2 separate regions of the Anser cygnoides genome follow, and region 1 is linked to region 2. A link is a contact called in public Hi-C data. All regions are on one chromosome and are shown on one strand. Each heading gives the region's core, a stretch centred on a gene start, on an enhancer-like site or on the middle of the called end of the contact. The rest is flanking DNA. Distances are from core to core; before and after follow the strand shown.

Region 1 (6,605 bases), core at 3,088-5,587, 48 kb before region 2:
CATCTGTAGCTACAAGGGGATGTCTGATAACGCACCAAACGCATACAGCAAAGGAATGAACTTGCCACGTTACCTCTACCATATTAGCCACTAGAAGTTTCAGCGGACTGGACTGCCCATTTTTAAAGCCAAAGCAGTTCCCTGTGAAGAAGCTAGAGCTCCTACCTGCTGTTCCAAAGCCTCCCAGCGCCGACCCCAGCGTGGCACCGAGAGAGCTGCTGCTCCCAAACCCCAGGGAGGTGTTGGCAGGCTGGGCAGAGCCCTGAGAAAAGAGGGAGCTGCTCTGGGAATTGCTGCTGAGAGAGTTGTTGCCATAAAACGAGCTGGAGGCCAGGTTGTTGGTAGGCTGCTGCTGAGGCTGGGGCTGAGGCTGCTGCGTTCCCAGAGGGCGAAATGGTCCGTTTGTTGTTCCTGCCAGGCCACCAGCTGCACCATTGGCCGAAGCTGCAGCTGCTGCAACTGCTGGAGAGAAAGTAACAGCAAGCAGAGTTTGAAAAATATGTTTCTGGATCCATGTTGGAAGTTAAACCTCAGCAGGATCCTTTTATTTCCCATAGATTTTTTTCTTCCCCCTCAGCAAGAAAACCTCCCTTTCACATCAAAAATCTGTAAACATCTCTGTACTTCACACCTATGCTCCACAAGTCCTGCACAGAGACACCAAACAACAACAACGCAAAGTTGTTATTACTGCTGTTGGTATTATTAGAGCTACATAGATCAAAAAAAGTTCCCTTTCTCCTAAAAACTGAGATTCAAATCAATTCAGCCACACACACAGTAATATCTAATCAAGAAACAAGTTTTGAAATAATCAGAATTGTCCTTCGGTGCATGAAACCCAATCCTGCAGTGTTAAGGACATCAAAACCAAATACTTTTGTTTTCCAGCCAGTTCTAAAGAAAAAGCAAAATAAGAGCTACAAGGAAACAATTAAAAAGCCCGTTTCATAATCTGTTACCAGCACTGGCAAGGACTGCTTACACACACAGATTCCTGCTGAAAAATTCCTTTTAAAGCCTTGAACTCCCAAAAGAACCCTAATAAAATCCAACACAACTCATGGCAAAGACCAGGCACATAACATTTTATGCAAGTAAGGTGATCGTCTGGGAGTTCCACACAGGCTAAAGCCTTTCATTATGTGGGAAACTGGATGCCAGCAGACCAATTTAAGTAACTGTCATGAAACCCTGCAAAATAACACAGTTTAAGCTATGCTACCTCTCAGGGGGATTTCTTAAGGCTCAGCCCACAGTGAGTCCAGAGGAAGTTCTCAGCAACAATCCCTGCATTGGATCTCAGTGAGGGCAAGTGAATCATCATCGCCAGCACAGGGCGGGGGGGTTCGCTCCCGCTCCCCGCAGGTCGAGGCAGGAGCAGATTTTCACCTGGCCGGACTGGGACTCACCTGCTTGCGCTGCAGAGGAGCTGATGATGACCGGTGCGGGGGCCACGAGACGCACGGGGGCCCCCAGGCCATTCCTGGCTCCTGCGTTCACCACGAGAGCACCCGTTTGGTCGTAGTAGGCGGCAGGAGCCAGCACCGGGTAACCTGGGGGAAGGCACAGCACAGAGCTCAGCAACAAGCGGCACAGCACGCAGCTACCATCTAACAATGACTGTTCAGAAGCATTTTTAAAGGAAGATCACAACAGATAAAGAGAAAGAACAACAGTTTTGATTCTTGTTAAGCACGATTGTTTAATTAACAGTCATATCCTGTATTACTCCACAACTTTCATACCTCCTTTTCTACCTTAGTAAGTCTTTCAGTTAGGGAAGATTTTTTCCCCTGAAACTACTACACTAACATTACCCTCTGTGTAAATTCGGTTATCCAGAGAAAAAAAGTGTCTTAAAATACTCCAGCACTATTTCTTTCCCCTGACAAGTACAGCCTGTGCTGGCACTTGTCACATATGTGAGCACACCGCACTTCCAACTCTCCCGCTGTATGCTGGAGTGGCTCTGGGTGCACACGTGCAAACAAGACACCAAACTTACCTAAGGTGTGTTTTTTGAAGGTACATATTTATCATAACGCATCCTTCAATATTTATGAATACTCTTAAATATGCTGGCAACACACACAGCAGCAGACTTTCTATAGAGTACAACTGTTAATTTAGGTACCCAGCTACAGAATCTTAGTTTTTTTAAAAAAACACATTCGTGAAAAAACGACATTCTCCTAAGTGAGGTCACAAAGCAGAAATTGTTCTGTGAATGCTTGTTCTGAAACTACAGCCCCCAGCACCCCAGTAATGCAGATTTAAGAAAATTCACAGATTACTTGAAAGCACATATGCTACTACTGGCTTTGTAACTTAACATGGCAACATTCTTCCTAAACCATAAAAAAAAAAAACCACAAAGCAACTATGTGACGCTTCTAGAGGGGAGATCTGAGGCCAAAATCATCCTGTTTGATTGCACTTGACCAACAGGACATACTTGCACATTATTCAAAAAATACTTACGTGTGCCCTTGGTCATTACAACCACATCCTGTGTAACCGATGTCTTAGCATTTGTACAGCCTCATGGATCAGAGCTAAGGCTTATATGCCAGCTTCTCTCACTTCTCTCTTGCAGAACAATAAATTATAACAAACCCCTGCCTTTGTCTCTTTCTCTTTTCTTTTTTTAAGCCACTCGTATTTGTCTGGAAGAAATTACGAAGGGGAAGTCCTTATTCTGTTAAAGTCGAATACCCGACAGGGCTGGAGAGACAAGGCTAATGAACAGCACTAAGGTGTCTCGGCGGTCTTAAAATAAAGATCACATAAGCTAGGATGAGCCCCAGAAAAACCTGAACACAACTTTCAACAGGAGCCATCAATTCTTTTGGGTAGACAAGCAGCTAACGCGCCAGTACACCAATCCAGTTGATAACATTTGTTTCATCTGTGGCACAGGGACCTGAACCCTGCTTTAACTTAACCGCGGCACAGGTAGTTCTGCTCGCATCTAACAGCCTCTCCAAAACGCCTCGGACACCCACAGATTAAAGCCTACGAATACTGTAATAAAAACAAAACACTGCTGAGCGCCAGGCAAACATGACACCATGCAGAGACTCAGAATGTAATTTTCTCGGATCTCGCTGGGCACCGGAGAAGTCACAGCCCCCTCGGGCTCCCTACCTGGCATCCCTGCTGCCAGCCCTTGGCCAAAGGCAAGGGCAGAGTTGACGGCTGCAGCAGCCACCAGCGGATCAGTCTGCTGTCCCTGCTGGTTCTGATTTGGGGTCAAAGGACGCTGACTGGCTCCTCCACGGAGAACCTGGAGAAAACAGAGGAAAATCAGCCTGTTTAGTTCGAGCCCCAGGAGTAAGCCACGATAACCAGACACTTGCAGAACACCAGCAGCAACCTACTTAAAGTCCTTGCACGCAGCAGCAGCTATGTCACAACTAGTAAACGCTTCCCTTTACTTGGAAAAAACCTGCCTTCTCCATCAAAACGTTTTAACATTATCACCATGGGTAACTGCATAGGTCCCGATTTAAGTAACACACCCTTTTTCAGGCTTCCTGAGCATAAGCTGGAAAAGCTTCATCTTCTGACCTTTTTCATTTCTTGACATACCTCCAGTACTCATCCTCTGTCAGAAGCGTCTGTGAGCCTCTGCCCCATTACAGATAACATTCGGTCTCTGCCAGAAAAGCTCCGCTGAAAGCCCACTTGAGCAGAAACCTTAAAAGCCTGACTTTGGAGCTGTGGGCTGGTGACACGAGGTGACATGGGTTTTTCCAGCCACCATAGAGAACGGTGACCCAGTGACACGACACTTACTCACTGGAAATAATGACCAGAGATCACACACCGTCTTTGTGTATGTAGCTCTTGTGGTTGAAGCACATGTTGCTCTCAGAAGGGAAGACGGCAAACTGACCTTTCCTGTAATTACCTGCGACAGGCTTTGTTTGCAAAAGCCTTTTGCTCAGTGGTGATGCAAGAGTCTGCAGCCACTTGCGAGGTCAGCTTATTAAAAAAAGCTGTCCTTTGGTACTCAGCACGTCTTGTTGCAGAAATTAACATCATGCGTGTTACCAGATAAAGTTATTAAAAGGAAAAATTACTCTGCACAGAGGCTGGGAGAGCATACTGAAGCTGATAGATTTGGAGACATCCCAGAGTCAGCTATCGCTGTCAAAGCCTGAACATGAACTCTTAACCTGGGAGAATTCCTAGGCTGGAAACGAGCTGCAGCTCTCGGTAAGCAGGCACAGCGCATGGGCACCCTGCAGAACGCGTGTGATGGACGACGTGCTGCAGAAGTGAAACGCTGGCGTTTTTATAAATACACCCCCCTGTGCACGACGTCGTAAGCATCACAACTCGACTGTCCATAATCATCATTCTAGGTTTCTAAAACACGTGCCTCAGCACTTCTTTGAAGAATCCCATCCAAAAATACCCACTTATCTTCTTACAGAGGGAAGGCCTGCATTAAAAACAACACACACAATCCCCACTCACGCCTGCTCTGTGGCTATAAAGTAATGAAAAATATCATAAAGGCTACTGATGATTGGTATGTATTGTTTTAATAGCTTAAGCCTTTGCAGAAGCTCTCTTAGCACATACCTATTTAAAGGGGAAAGGCCCCCAGTCTGAATGCCAAAGCATAGATGTGCCACACTCTTAACTCCATTTACCTGGCTGCATGGATGTGTGCAGAAGGGCTGCTCAATGCGCTCCTGTCAGTGACCTGCCAGGTGGGGAGGTTTGATGATTAACTTTGTCAGGAGCAAAGTGTTCTCCTTCTGGTCACCGGTCCAGAATCATTGGTGTGAAAACATCACTGCTTTTATTATCTGAAAAGGCCTTATAATGCTACACAACTGCTTTCTTGCTTTAGATTTTTTTTTTCTTTTGAAGCAGAAGCTAATAAATGCAGTTACCAATTGCTATCTTCTCCAAGGGCTGAAATCCCCAAAGTACAAGCGCCAGAAACGAAGGCTCTGCGTTACTACGCAGCACTCTCCTCGCTTTTCGGTCGGATAATGAATCCATTTTGTTTCCAAGCAGGAACTACCGTGGGACAGCAGCTGATAACACTGTGTAAAGCCAGCTCCAGGAGGCCCAGTGCTTTAACCAAACACCAGCCAGCTGGGCAGCAGAGGCAGCCAAGTAACAGGAGCCCTGTCCAGCTCCTGACACCTGCCCTGCAGACCCTCCTTTGGCGTGAAAGGGGAGAAGTGGAATATATCCGAGTGCGTCTGATGGGAGCACAGCCCAACGCGGTGACAGTACAGTGCCTCTAATCCTTTAGCACTTGGGTTGACTACAAAGCTTTAGTAACAATAATTACACTTTTACCATTGATTTAGTGTGAAGGTTTGGGGTTTTTTAGTGCCAATATAAACAGCAACTAGACTTTTTTTTTGGGGGGGTGGTCCTTTGGGGTCCCAGAGAATTGGACGCGATGATTCTTGCAGGTCCCTTCCAACTGAGATATTCCATGATTCCATAGTTCTATGATTTACACTCCCATACAGTTCTCTTTAATAAAAGAGTAATTCAGCTTTTCATATTTATATATACAATTGTTCTGTATTCTCATAGCAGTCTCTCATTTTCCACCTCTTCCTCCAGCGGTTGCTAAATTCATGTGTCCTCTGCAGAGTTACAACTATGATTAAATACCAGACATTTAAAATGCTTATTTTACTTAACTGAAATTAAGATTTACTCGATAAAAATTAGGATTTACCTAGGTTGATTTTTCTAGTTCAGAACAAAAACGGACAAGAAATTACAAAAACGTGTTCTTTTACTCTTCTGTTGGAAAATATACAAGCTGTGTAAGCCAATATTCTGCCACTGCCAAGAGATTAAGACAGAACAGTTGGATGGTGCAAACCCCACCAACCACACCATTTATAAAGCATGTAAGCAGGAGTGTCCCTTCATCAGCTCCCTGTGTGAGCCCTTCAATGCCTGTTTTTGTGAAATGTAAATGCCATTTAAACAACACACACCTACCTCAATACTCAACTCTATCATACTTATAGGGTAACAACAGATCACACACAAAAAATCCTTAATTTTGTCCTTTTAGGTGTTAAATTCTTCTATTTTTGTGTGACTAAAGCATAACAGCTGTAGGCTTAGCCTTATAAAAATAGCAAGTTCAGTGTTTTCTTTTCACACAACTTTTGTTTCCAAGTCCTCGCACAGATACCAAACTAATTCATTTTGCTGTTATTTTGACCCTTTTAAATCTAGTCTTGAAGGAAGAAGCATCATCCTGAAGATGAGAGCACACCACCTACTGACAGCTAGTATTTGACGTGCATTTTCATCCTCTCCAGGGCCTTCAACATGAAAATCGACTGTACAGTGATGACTTCTGCTCGCACACCAACAACATACGTTTACACCAAGGTGTCTGCCAATAAATGGCTGCGAATGTCTTGATGTGCAAAAGCATCCGACCACTTACCTGTTGCTGGCCCTGCTGGGTCTGCTGAGTGGTCTGCTGATTTGCCGAATTAGTTGCAGCGGCAGCTGCAGCAGCTTGCTGCTGGAAGAGACTGGCAGGATAAACTCCCCAGGGCGTAACTCCATAGTACTGGTGAGGGACAACCGCG
Region 2 (6,827 bases), core at 2,821-5,320:
ATATTAATAAAGGTTGCAAAAGCTTTGCGTCTGCTGCTCTGAATGGATTTGTGGGAATCATACATTTTAAAAAATGTGCTTACACCTCGGCTCTGCTCTCATGCCACCCTTAGCAGAGGAAGCACGTCTCCTCAGCTCACTGCTGTACTTGACGAGTTACTTACAGGTCACAGTCGGCAAGCCAGAGTGACTCACGCGCTCATTTAAGTCACAGCACATCTGACAATGCAACTACCGAGAAGACTTCTAGTAAACACTACTACTAAGGCATGTTTTGGCCCACCACCCTTTCAGAAACGTTAAGCCCCTGAGTTAGCCGGGTCTGTACAAGTGCTGTTGTTTCACGATGTTCTTAGCACTGTTCTCTTCTCAGCTCAGCTGAGCGCATTGGTAGCACCTTCCCCCTCCCAATTAGAGCACAAAAAAACAACCCAGAACAAACAAGCAAGAAAACCAGACAAGCACACACCGCGAGCAACTTCCAGAACTGTGTTTTTCGATATTGGGAATGGTAAAAGCTCAACCTACATGCATTGGCAGTTTTGTAATAGCATTACATAAGAATTATTTAACTACAGCAACAGATCTGAGAAGCAGCAGCAGTCGCTGCTAAACTGGTTCACACATACACACACAGAAACAAGAAAAAAATCAATACAGAGAATGATAAATTTTGCAAACATGCATTTGACTGTCAGAGAGAGGATTGGGATTTCAACACCGTCTAGAGCAGAAACAGTTTATAGCTAGCAAGGCACTGCAATCCTGAAAAGAGAAAACAAGAAGTAGGGCTGTTGTAATTCCAACCACACACACAAAAAAAAAAAACTTAAGCTTTTTTAAAAAGTCATTAAAAGCATCTATCACAAGCCCGGTGCGTTCACGTGCTCGGTTTGGAAACATTTAACTTTTTTTTACCTGATGTTCTGCATGAATGTTATCCCCAGTAGGCCAGCGATGTTTGCTGTTATTATAGCCGCCTCCGCCACTTCCTCCTCCCCCAAGCTGCTCACCATGCTGCCTCTGAAAGAAGTAATCCACCATAGCGTCGTCCTGGGAGCGGCCCGCGACTCCTATGGATCCGGGAACAGGACTGGAGTGCGTCCCCGCCGCAAGTGCCTGATTTGCAGCTGGCTGCGGCTGAGCCTGGGACCCTGCTCCAGATGTCAGTACAACAGGCATGTTGGGATTAGCTGTATCTTGAGCGTGCTGTTTCAGGTGGGGGCTGAACGAGTCCTGCCAGAGCACTGCTTTTCTCTTCAACACGCACGCAACGCTCATTCCACCAACACCTACGGGGGTAAGGGGAGGGAGGCGAAGACAGAGAGAAAGGGAGAAGGGAAAGGGAACATTAAATCCTCGCAGCTTCGGCTTCGTACGGTCAGCAACACAGCCCTCTTGGACCTGAGGGGAATCGCCACGAGGCCACGTCCGGCTCCTTCCGACACAGTTAGTTGCTCTGTTAGCAACTCAAACGCCAGGTAACACCACGCAGCAGCCAGAACTCCCACATCTTGCGCTCTCAGGTGTTGTCAGCGCGTGTGAGACTCATGTAAGGTGCCCATTATGCTGAAACCAGCACGTCGCCTTATGCGACGGACAAAACACCGACTAAAGCGCTGCCACAGAAAACTAGGCAGAAAAAAAATCCCCGAGAACACCGCGCCACGCAAACTGCACCGCCAGTGCCTGCCGTACTTGTTTACACCTCGCAAATTACAAGGCAGATCCTCAATCAAGGCACGAGTGCCACCGTAGCACCACGCGCTCATTCAGCCACACAAAGTATCCTGGCAAGTTTTTTTTTTTTTTTTTTTTTTAAATGCAAACTTAAAATTCTGGATTTCTGCTTATGTGCTTAACGAGGCCCCAAACGCTCCGGGTGCTGCCCTGCTACCTCGGCCGTTTAATCTGCACGCAGCTCGTTAGGAACTGCGCTGCTATAAAAATCACATCGGTTGAGCCTCCAGACGATCTCAGACAAGATCCGGTAAAGGTACTACGAATTTCTGCACAGGCAACTCCTACTCCAAGCAGCTTCCTCTTTCGTCGAATATAGACGAGGCAGCTCTAAACACGAGAGAAAACTTGGCAAAGGAGACATTTTGAAAGGGAGCAAAGGGGAAAGGAGCATTCTGGGTAGTTCAAGTTTAGTTCCAAGACGTGTTTTTATAGAAATGCCATGTTAAATGTAGCAGACAGCTGAATACTGTCATTCAAAGCGCACAGAGCATCAGAAACATGTTCAGTCACCTACACAACGCACATTCATTAGCTACCCAGCAGCTACAAGACCTAGTGCTGCAAAGAGCTAATGGCTACCAGGACCCTTTTCACTTCCAAACTCTTAACAAAAATATGCAATAAACCTCTCCTGCATAAACAGCTCCCCGTGAAAAGTTACACATCTACAAACAAAGGCAGAACAGTTGGAGATTGAGAGAACGCGGCTACAAAGCACTTGAAGCAGACAGCTTTCCTTTTCCCTAGGAAAAAAACATAGTATGTAAATAAGCTGCTCTGTGTTATCATTACAAGGCAAATAGTTTAGATTATGAGACTCTCCACAAGCAACAGAACTCCGCAGACATCACTAAGCAAGTTTTTAAGCGCGAGCAGCGACGTCTCCTCGCCAGGCAGCTCTGAGCCGCAGCGAGCCCAGCTTTGTGCTCAGACCCCGTCGCTCCTCCAAAAACTCCAGGCAACGTTAAAAAAATCACGTCGGCACCCGACGCACACTTCAGGAAGTTAAATCACGGGCTAGGTGAGAGGGTTTCAGGGTTTTTTGGGGTTGTTTTTTTTTTTTGGAAAGTTAGGCTGGAAATGAAAGCTGCCTACCCATTGTTTGAGAGCTGTGTGGCCTACAAGAACTTTTAACGTTAAAGCTTGTGTTTTCCGTAAGACCTAGGGAGACCCAGCAGGAAGTGGGTAAATCGATAGCCAGCCGAACTGCTTCGGCCACCATTAAAACATCGTAAGATAAATTCTACCCCTTACCCCACCTCCCTCACTCTTAATAAAGGAAATTCCTTACTCATGATCTGTCTAATAAAATCTCTGCTCAGAACAAAGTTATTAAACACTGACCAAAAGAAAAAACAACAACAAAAAAAACAACAACAAAAACGCACCGAAACAGAACAAAAAAAAATAAAACAACAAACCAAGTATTTCTCCCGATGGGGCGAAAAACAAGAATCTCCTGTTAAAAATCGCAAGCGTGTAATTAAAAATGGCCCAACACTGTGATTAGGAGAAAGCGAGAAAAACAAGCAGGGGACAAAAAAGAAAAAAAAGCACCGAAAAAAACACACACACACCCCCCCCAGGGTCACCCAGCACATCCAAAAAGTATTGTCTGGATTTTCGCTCCCTCCCCTTCGTCCCCGCTGCCTGTTAGGCCCCCCCAGTGCCCCCCAATTCCTTCCAGTTCCCCCCCAAACCTCCCCAATTTCCCCCCAAACCCTTCCCACTTCCTTCCAACCCCCCCCCAAGCTCCCCATTTCCCCCCCAATCCCCCCAATTTCCCCCCAATTCCCCCTTAACTCCCCCCCCCAACCCTCCCCCCCAGCTCCTCCCCAGCCAACAAAGCGGGGCCGCGGCCCCCCCCGGGAGGGACGAGGCCCCCCAAAACAATGCCCCCCCCCCTCAAAACAACGCCCCCCAAAACCACAACGCCCCCCAAAACGACGCCCCCCACCCCGACGGGGGCCGCTCCCCGCTAACAAAAGGGGCCCGGCCCCGACTCCCGGCCAAGGCGCCGAGCGGCAGAGCCGGGCAGGGCGCCCCGCCGCCACCGCTCGCCTTCGGGGCGGCCTGGCGCCGCTCCGCCCGGCCCCCCCGCCAATATGGCCCCACCGGCGGCTCCGCTGGGGTTCGCGGCGCGCCGCGGGCCCGCTCCGGTGCCGGTACTCACGGGCGGAGCGGTAGGATGAAGATGGATCTCGGCCCCCCCCAGGCCGCTCGCCGCCTGCCTCTCCCCCGGCCTTTCACTCCGACAACATGGCGGCCCACTGGGGACGGGCGGCGCGCTGCATGCCGGGAAGGCGAGGCCGGCCCCGGCTGAGGGGCCGCGGCCCGGGGACGGATCCGCGCCGCCCGGCGACGGCGACCGGGCCGCGGGGATGGCGACCAAGGCCCGGGGATGGCGACCGTGGGCCTAGGGGTGGCGGCCAGGGACCGGGGACGGTCCCGCACAGCCTGGGGAAGGCGGCCGGCCCCGCACGGCGCCGCCGCGTCCCGGTTGTTGGAGCTCCCTGCGCTGGGCCCTCGCCACCCGCTGCTCCCCAACGCCATTTTCCACGTTTTTTCCCCCAAAATGTGCGCGCTGTCCACTAAACACCTTCACGATCACCACCTACCTAGAAATATGGGGTAGCCCGGTCCCTGAGTGACGACCCACAGTGGGTCCCAAGCACCGGCTGCGTGCTCTGGGCCCACCGGATGGGAGAGGCAGCGTGTGGGGGCACCCTCCCGCACCCCCGCTTCATCCCCACATATTTATTAAAATATACACACCTTTCACTGGCATATCAGCAGGCCGTCCCACACAGAAGTGCTACAGCGCATGACAGATGCCTCGGTGCGATACACTGGGGTATCTGTTCCTACCCCGGAATGGACGCCGTGCTGAAGTGTCTGGCATTTCCCAGCAAAGCCCCAGTTTGAGAGACTTCAGTGTTTTCTCAATTTTACCACCAGTCCCCAGCCCCCCGCACGCTTGGTTCCAAGCTTCTCATTCAAGCACCAACAGCAAAGGAGGCCCCAGCCCTGGGTGGGGGCTACTGGGGGCACAGCGGTGTTGGATTGGAGCTAGCTCAGGTGTTACCACCACTGGTGCAATTCCTTGCTAGGTATAATCATTCATTATTTCTATTACAAGTACGGTCATGACAACAATTGCTACTGTAAGAATATTATGTCCTTTGCTTTCGGTGAAACTGATCAGTAAAATCAAGTGTGTGCAGAGTTTGGTTCGGGACGGCAAGGTGGTCACAGGAGCCAGATCTCTCCAGTTCCCAGCTGGGTACTTTAATCATTAAACTTTGCCTTTTCCCAGGTTTGGGCAGCACAAGGAGTCCTCAGCTCTCCTTCCCTGGCAGCGTGGCGCTGAACTCTGCGTTACTGACACAAACTCTTGTTTATTCACAGGACTGCCACAGGACTATGCTTTTCACACCCGCTGCCCTTCTGTGCTCCCTGCCAGGAGCCCCTCAGACCCCCCCGAGCCCCTCCGTGGGCCCGTGCTCCACCGTGGAAATGCCTGCGGGCAGCTGCAGCCCCCGTCCCCAGCTCTGTGAGCTGGGCTCACCCTGCCCAAACAACAAACATCGGCTTTGTGCCGGGCCTGCCCTCACAGAGCCGGAGGGCATGCAGCCCCAGACTGGAGGTGCATTAAACAGACGAGCAGGTGCACCAGAGGCACGCTTTCTTGTTCTGTGCATTCACAAGCCCAGCCCTAAAAGCCAGGCACAGCTTTTGGATGTTTTCCCTTTGTTCCCCTCTCTCCCCTTCTCTAATCTGCAGACTACGCGCCCCGGCATGCATCGCTGCCTCCCCAGCCAGGCTTGCAGTCTGGGCATTAAAACAAAGCGCAGCACCCTGGGACCAGTAGTTTCTGCCAGAACACGTCCATGTTAAAGGGGCAGCTCATTTGAAACCTCCCAGTATTACTTCCGACCCCCGTCCCCGATTTTGGCTTTCCCCTCGTACGTTTTGGGGCAGTTTGCCACCTGCACCTGATGCTTCAAAAGGATCATTTCCATCCCTCCTCGCCGGGCAAGCAAACCACGCCGGCGGCAGGAGGAAGCTGCCGGCGCGGGGAAGCGGCACGGGGCATGCCGCCACATGCACAAAGTAAGCAAACAAACAGCAGCACATCGCAGCCGCTGCGGCTCTCAGAGGGCTCTGTCAGGCAACCGCGTCCTTCAAGCTGCAGGCGTCTCGGCTGGGGATTTCGCGTCCCCAAAGTGCGAGCTTTTGGGGGTCGAAGCAAGGGGGGGTGGTTTCGGGTACAAGAAGTTAGTTTGAGCCCCGTTTATCACGACTGGCGCCGGATCCAGCTGCGATCTGGCTGCGTAGCTCGTATCCATTTCCTCACCGAATGGCTGCCGGGGTGACGGGCATCCAGCCCTCTGCTGCCACGCTGCCTCTGCCAGCCGTGCACGCTGTGCAGCCGCCAGGCAGGGCTCGCGGGGGTACGAGGCCTGATCCCGGCCACCCCAAAACCCCGGGGAAATGTGGCTGCAGCCTGGGAGCTCTGAGTACCCCAGGCCGGGTGCGATTGGCGACTTTTGGGATAAAAAGAGCTGTTAGAAAAGGTTTTCACTGCAGATGCTGTTTCTAAAGCCGAGCCTTGTACACCCTCCCAAAGCATTCTCCTGCTGGTGCTGGTGTGGGTTATTCAACCTAAAGCAGGGCAAAATCCTGCTGTAATAGATTCAGCCCAGCTTTGCTGGGTTCAGCCCCATTTACCGCAGGAGCACATTGCCCGTACAGGTGTGTAACGTGCAGCACCGATCCGGCTGCTCTGCTGACACGAAGCCCTGACGGGCCCTGAGCACCCTAAGAACTGCTGCCAGCGTGGATCCTGCGCAACAAGTTCACGAGGCCGGGCCACCCCGAGGCTCTCTGAGCCCTTCACCAGAATAGGAACATCAGCAGGTTCTTCTGGCAAGCGTTCCTAATGAAGACACAGCTAATTCTGCAAAGCTGCACTGTCCTGCTGCAGGAAAACCACATCAGTGGTGTAGTCAGCCCGTCAGAAGCACCGCTGTGCAGTGACCCCATACTGATTCTCCAGCTTCCAGCTGGTAGAGCCCTAAACC

What was found. Hi-C and Micro-C count contacts between places; a contact is called where the count stands out from the background.
Region 1: a Hi-C map of liver shows a contact between it and region 2, with 13 times the contacts expected there. The contact joins the enhancer-like site here to the promoter of PUM1 in region 2. A contact is called at or near these places in 2 of 7 Hi-C or Micro-C datasets (both in liver).

What each region holds. Positions count from the first base shown.
Region 1 is chr24:1,997,618-2,004,222 of Taihu_goose_T2T_genome, reverse strand. PUM1 (pumilio RNA binding family member 1) reads right to left here. Exons shown (of 22, transcript XM_048073085.2): 10 at 6,458-6,605; 11 at 3,151-3,289; 12 at 1,413-1,556; 13 at 166-462. Among named protein-coding and RNA genes, the nearest start is that of SDC3, 28 kb to the left of the region's middle. Within about 2 kb of position 4,337, at least 2 of the 3 cell types and tissues checked have open chromatin away from gene starts, as enhancers often do. A contact at or near this core is called in liver, where this site is marked.
Region 2 is chr24:1,948,826-1,955,652 of Taihu_goose_T2T_genome, reverse strand. It overlaps PUM1 (pumilio RNA binding family member 1), which reads right to left and starts at 4,070. Exons shown (of 22, transcript XM_048073085.2): 1 at 3,917-4,070; 2 at 919-1,292. The coding sequence starts at 1,281.